Regions from separate parts of the Siniperca chuatsi genome. Here region 2 is linked to region 1. Evidence: chromatin contacts called from public Hi-C data. All regions are on one chromosome and are shown on one strand. Each heading gives the region's core, a stretch centred on a gene start, on an enhancer-like site or on the middle of the called end of the contact. The rest is flanking DNA. Distances are from core to core; before and after follow the strand shown.

Evidence for each region. A called contact is a pair of places that touch in the nucleus more often than the background predicts.
Region 2: a Hi-C map of skeletal muscle shows a contact between it and region 1, with 5 times the contacts expected there. The contact joins the promoter of LOC122864527 here to the enhancer-like site in region 1. A contact is called at or near these places in 2 of 3 Hi-C or Micro-C datasets (skeletal muscle and an unstated tissue).

Annotation. Positions count from the first base shown.
Region 1 is chrLG17:980,245-983,439 of ASM2008510v1, reverse strand. mindy1 (ubiquitin carboxyl-terminal hydrolase MINDY-1) reads right to left here. Exons shown (of 13, transcript XM_044172324.1): 8 at 2,000-2,102; 9 at 1,594-1,736; 10 at 595-741; 11 at 536-592; 12 at 288-452. Among protein-coding and RNA genes, the nearest start is that of mindy1, 9.7 kb to the right of the region's middle. Within about 2 kb of position 1,844, the one cell type or tissue checked has an H3K27ac peak away from gene starts, as active enhancers do.
Region 2 is chrLG17:1,031,953-1,035,003 of ASM2008510v1, reverse strand. It overlaps LOC122864527 (phosphatidylinositol 4-kinase beta-like), which reads left to right and starts at 1,334. Exons shown (of 15, transcript XM_044172061.1): 1 at 1,334-1,611. It overlaps rfx5 (DNA-binding protein RFX5), which reads left to right. Exons shown (of 11, transcript XM_044172070.1): 11 at 1-336.

The sequences.
Region 1 (3,195 bases), core at 595-3,094:
ATGGATCCAGAATGAAAAGCATCATCAGCTGCAGTCCGATACAAACCGGTTCAACATGAGCTCCAGCTCCACCAGCTGCAGCAGCAACATCCTGCTTTACATTAATGCACGAGGAATAATAACCTGATGATAGAATATATAACAGCACAGCAGCCACAGGGACGCTGCACTGCTTTAATGCTTTAAGGGCTTTTTCCTGATCACACTCTCACACTTTCACTGCAGCAGAGGGTGTGTCAGTGTGTGTCAGTGTGTTACTGACTTGTCTCCTGTGTGGTGTTTGTTACCTGCTGTGCTGCCTGCGCTGATCCCTGCTGCTGCTGCTGCTGCTGCTGGAGTTGCTGCTGTTGCTGGTATTCCTCCTGTTGGAGCTGTCGGGCCAACTCCAGGTCGCTGAGGGGCCCCGGGGCCCCGCCCTGCTGCTGCTGCAGGGACACCGCCACCAGGTAGTCCTAAAAGCAACAACAGGATCAGCCGGTGACTCGCGAGCGGACCGATCCTCTCGGCTCCGTCGGGAACACCCGGCCGGACTCACCTGGTCGATCTGTCTCTGCTGCTCCTGGGCGGTGGGCGGCAGGGCGGCAGCGCGGCGGCGGCGGGCGCGGCTCTCTGCGGAGGATGACACAGTCTGAAGTCGGAGTCGCAGAAGTTTCCGTCTCCCTCGACGTTATGAAGAGACTCCCAGACCAAACCCTCCTCCTGCAGGAAGCCCTGATCCGTCACCAACAGGTACAGGTGACCCTGCGAGGGCGGAGAGACAGGTGATCTATATATTTATGCGAGATCATCTGGTAACTATAGTGACAGGTATCACGTCGGCAGGCGAGATCTGGATCCATCGGACAGTAAAGGAACCTGATACAATACAGAAAACCTGGTCTGCAGTCATGCTAGCAGCTCTGTGAGGCTAACATAGCAGCTATCATGTTCACCATCTTAGTTTAGCACGTTAGCATGCTAACATTAGCTAGTTAGCAGTAAACACAGAGAGCAGCTGAGGCTGATGGGAGCGTCAGCAGCTCTGCAGGTGTTCGGTCAGAAACCAAAGTGTCGGACGCGTTAACATGTCGACCTGATGGTGGCGCTAGATGGAAAGTCAGAGGATCAGCAGAGTTCTTACAGTTCATCCTGAGGGGACAGGCAGACATCGCACAGCATGGAGTTAAATCACAAATACTTATGCCTTCAATAATTGATCAAACACATGAGATGAGACCAGCGACGCACCTGGAGTCCAACTGGACTCCAGCGGAAACAAGCTGTAACGGTGGAAGAATCAAACGTCCGTCTGCGTCGTCAGACTGCTGCAAACTCTCACGTTTACATCCAAGAATGACCACAAACTCTGCTATATATATATATATATATATATATATATATATATATATATATATATATATATATATATATATAAACATGTTTGTTTCACCCTCATGAAATCTTAAAAACAAGACTTCTCCAATTACTTTGCGTCTCTGAAGAGCAGCTGCAGTAAAAGTGTGAGTGTGTGTGTGTGTGTGAGAGTGTGTGTGTGTGTGTGAGTGTCTGTGTGTGTGTGTGTGTGTGTGTGAGAGTGTGTGTGTGTGGCTCCACCTTGTGTTTGATCATGGTACTGAAGTGGTTGTTTCTGAAGAACACGGAGATCTCTCCCTCTTTGGCCGTCGTGTTGAGTTCACACAGGCCGTGATACGACAGCTGCGTCGCCGTCGACTCCAGGAACTGCTCCGCCACCAGACCTGGAGGGCACGCACACACACACACACACACGCGCACGCACACACACGCACACACACACACACACACACGCACACACACACACAGAGATGTTTGTTCATACACAGCATGATTCATCAAACCTCTGTGTACAGTCATTGTCCTGACTGCTGTCCGCAGAGTGTGTGTGTTTATTTGTATATACACGTGTGTGTGTGTGTGTGTGTCTGTGTGTGTTTATTTGTATATATACGTGTGTGTGTGTGTGTGTGTGTGTGTGTGTTACCTTCACTGACTCGGCTGCTGTCAGCAGAGTGTTTGTAGTCGATGATTTTCTCCACCAGCTGGTTGTAACTCAGTTTCCCCACAGAGGCCACCATCTCTGGACTCTGAACACACACACACACACACACACACACACACACACAGCACAGACACACACACACACACACACACACACAGACACACACACACACACACACACAGCACAGACACACACACACACACACACACACACACAGCACACAGCACAGACACAGCACACACACACAGCACACACACACAGCACACACGAAAGTTAGATCGAAGGTCAAACATCACAAAGTGAAACCGGCTCATAATCTCTGCTGATGAATCATTAACAGCTGATGAGCGTCTGTTGTTGATTGGTCGGTCAGATCTCCGCGCGTTACGGGAACTCGAGCTGCGGCTGTTTTTCTTGCGGGTAGACGGTAAACATTCGTCCGCGTTGAGCTGCTGAAGAGCCTAAACTCTCAGGATCCTCCTCGCGGGTTAACGGACGCGACCCGAGCGCCGCTTTGGAAGCCTATAACTGGCGCCCGATCCCCAGCACGAGTTCGACGCATCTAAAAAGGACGCGCCTCTTCGGCAGGAACCGACGGGCTCGGAGCTGAGAGCCGCAGACAGGAAGTCAGACGGCGCTGAGAGACGCGTTGATGGTTCGAGTCTGAAGGCGAGATTCGTTGATAAATATTGATTAACAGGAGCGGCGGTGGTTCTTCTTTCTGCTCCGCCCGGTCGTTTCTCTGAGGTGGAGGGTCTCAGTTCTCTTTCCTCTTCTGTTAAATCCTCCATAAGAAGTCCAGGTCCTGGCCCTGTGGACCAGGTTCTGACTCTGGACCAACACGTCAGCCGTTTGAGTCTGAAGTAATAATTGTCTCGTCCCGTCTCGGCTGCTGTAACTCGAGGTCCAAAATGCTGCTGCAGAGCTTTAGACCGGGTCCTCCAAGAAGGTCTCAGGTGACACCGTGTCTCTTCACTGGCTCCTCATCAGAATCCAGAATCTGGTTCCAGGTTCTTGGGATCACGTATAGAGCTCTGCAGGGTCAGGCACCTGCCTACATTACAGATCTACTGCAGCCCGGTACCAGCGGGTCTCTGAGGTCCAAAGACCTGCAAAGACCTGCCTTTGTGTCATTTTCTATTTACTCACACACACACACACACACACACACACACACA
Region 2 (3,051 bases), core at 85-2,584, 52 kb before region 1:
TCTGTTTTTGTATATTATTATTATTAATAACTTTGAACGTTTGTTTTTCTGTCCCCCTGTTAACCCGCTGGCTTTCGTGTTTGTTTTTGCACTTTACTCTTTTAGATTAAATATCGAAGTTGAGGGGGGGGGGGTCGACGTCGGTCCAAAAAAGGTTTGGAAACCACAATAATCAGTGACATGCACCTTTACTTTACCTGGAGCCTGGTTTGTTTGTTTGTTTGTTTGTTTGTTTGTTTGTTGTGGAAAGTGACGGAGGGCAGAAGCCAGAACATTAATGTGAATCTATTTTCCTACGCTGACTGACTGGAATAAAGGAAGTGTCGATCACTGGCAGAAAACAGTCGCGTCAGTTTCTTTCCTGTCCTTTTTGTTTCTGTTCTCTCGCTTTGCTTCTTTTCTCGAATCTCCTCCTCCGTCGTTTCCTCCGTCAGTCACCGGGTGGCGCTCTAACAGCGTCTCGTTCAGGCTTCCTGCAGTAGAGACAGCTCGCTCCACTGTATTTAGTAGAAATGTAAAAGTACAGGTCGACGCGCTGATAAATAAAAGATATGCAAGAAATATATAGATGTAATATTGTCACTGTAATAAAGAATAATATCTTATATATCAGTTGTAATGTAATGTTATGAATAAGTGAATTGCTAATGTTATTTTATTATATTTTAGAGGTTGAGGTTCAAAGAAAACTGAAGGGGTTTCACAAAAAGTAGAAGTTAAAAAGAAAACATGTACAAACTCCACACGGTGAAAGGAATAATGGGTTTTAAAGGAACATTTTAGACACTAAAAAGGGAAATAAAGTGATTTTAAAGTTAAGTTTTTCTTCAGGAAGTCCTTCAGATAAAAACAGGGGGCTCAATATTCTGGTCCAAACGGAACCAGAACCAAAACCAGCGGCTCCATCAAGGTAACCGGAGTGGAACCGGAACCGAAACAGCGCCGCCTTCAAACTAAAAGCTTTGTGGAAAATGTCGAAATAGTGAAGTTAAAATTAAATGGAAGTTACACTTTAAAACAGCAGCAACAACAAACGTAGATAATTGTTTGTCAGTGGAAAAAAAAATAGTAATGTAAAATGAGTGAAAATTAATTTTCTGTTGGTCGTCTAACTGATTAATTGACTAATAGTTTCAGATGTAAACGTTTAAAATAAACTAATAAAGGGGTTTCGTGTGTTATAAGTTTTAAAGTGGTAAACACAGATTTATATCCAAGATTCACAAAAGTGGAAACATTGTTGACTTTGCTCACTCATTTCTCCTTTACCTTAAAAGTATATTTAAACATAAATAAATAAATAAAAATGTTTGTGCTTTTATTGTGTGAACGTGCACCGGAAGTTCCGGTCGCTGCGGACTGCGGCTGCCTTGACGGATGTTGCGTCACCGCCGCCTTAAAGAAGGCAGAGTCGAGCTGATCCGAGCGGAGCCAGGCCACAAGCCCCGGACCTGATGGACCGCTTCAGAGCCTGAAAAAACCCGGACCAAGACCCGGACTAAATCCTGGATTAAAGACCTCGATTCAACCCGGAAACTCCCGGGACGAAAACCGGATTCCGCCCCGAGTGTCGGGACATTTAAAGCGGAGTGAAGACGCTTCAGTAGCCGGGTAGGTCTCCTCCGGCTCCGGCTGGTTCCTCCCTCCGTGTTCCGACTCTTTTTCTCGGTGTTTTTGTTGGTTGTACTCGGTTAAGCTAGCTGCTAGCCGCCCGTGTTAAAGCCCCGGGCTGCGGGCCTGCTGCAGCCCGGCTCTCCTCCTCCTTCCTCCGGTTTGTTTTCATCAGGAGGGAGCGGCTCTGCTCCTCCTCCTCCTCCTCCTCCTCCTCCTCCCTGAGATTATACTCTTACATTTTTCCATAACACTCACTGATACTGTGGGTTTAGCTCCTTTTAGCCTCTAATCGGTTGTAGTTTTTCTGTAATAATCCCGGAATATTAAGGCCTGTGTGTTCAGTTCACAGCTGCACTCATCGTGTATTTGCGGTATTTTATCACCATGATGTTTCCATAATACTCACATAATACTACAGATCATAGACAGGCTGGTTCATGGTCTCAGTGGGGACTTTCAGTTTTAATCTCCTTCACTGCCACTGCAATAACACTCCTATAATACTCCTAAAATACTTGTATAGTACTCCTATAATACTTGTATAGTACTATAATACTTGTAAAATACTCCTATAATACTTATAAAATACTCCTATAATACTTGTAAAATACTCCTATAATAATAATAATGATGATAATAATAATAATACTTGTATAGTACTATAATACTTGTAAAATACTCCTATAATACTTATAAAATACTCCTATAATACTTGTAAAATACTCCTATAATAATAATAATGATGATAATAATAATAATACTTGTATAGTACTATAATACTTGTAAAATACTCCTATAATACTTATAAAATACTCCTATAATACTTGTAAAATACTCCTATAATAATAATAATGATGATAATAATAATAATACTTGTATAGTACTATAATACTTGTATAGTACTATAATACTTGTAAAATACTCCTATAATACCTATAAAATACTCCTATAATACTTATAAAATACTCCTATAATAATAATAATACTTGTAAAATACTCCTATAATAATAATAATGATAATAATAATAATACTTGTAAAATACTCCTATAATAATAATAATGATAATAATAATAATACTTGTAAAATACTCCTATAATAATAATAATGATAATAATAATAATACTTGTAAAATACTCCTATAAATATATACAGAGCTTGAAACTACTGCAGCCCGTGAAATACCCACCAGTTTGTAAATGTGGAACGTAAACTTCCCCAAATCGCTGAAATCCCCAAATTCGCAGGAAAAATGAAGACGCTACAGTATAATTTTGCCTTTCATCAATTTGACCTTCTTCTCGCATATAATTAATTCTAATAATTAATTATAATTTGATAAATAGGCCCGATTCCCAGACGGAAGAATCCTAAATAATGAATTTATTCCACATGTTACACAACATCTACATTTATTGGAAAACAACAGAAGTCTTCCA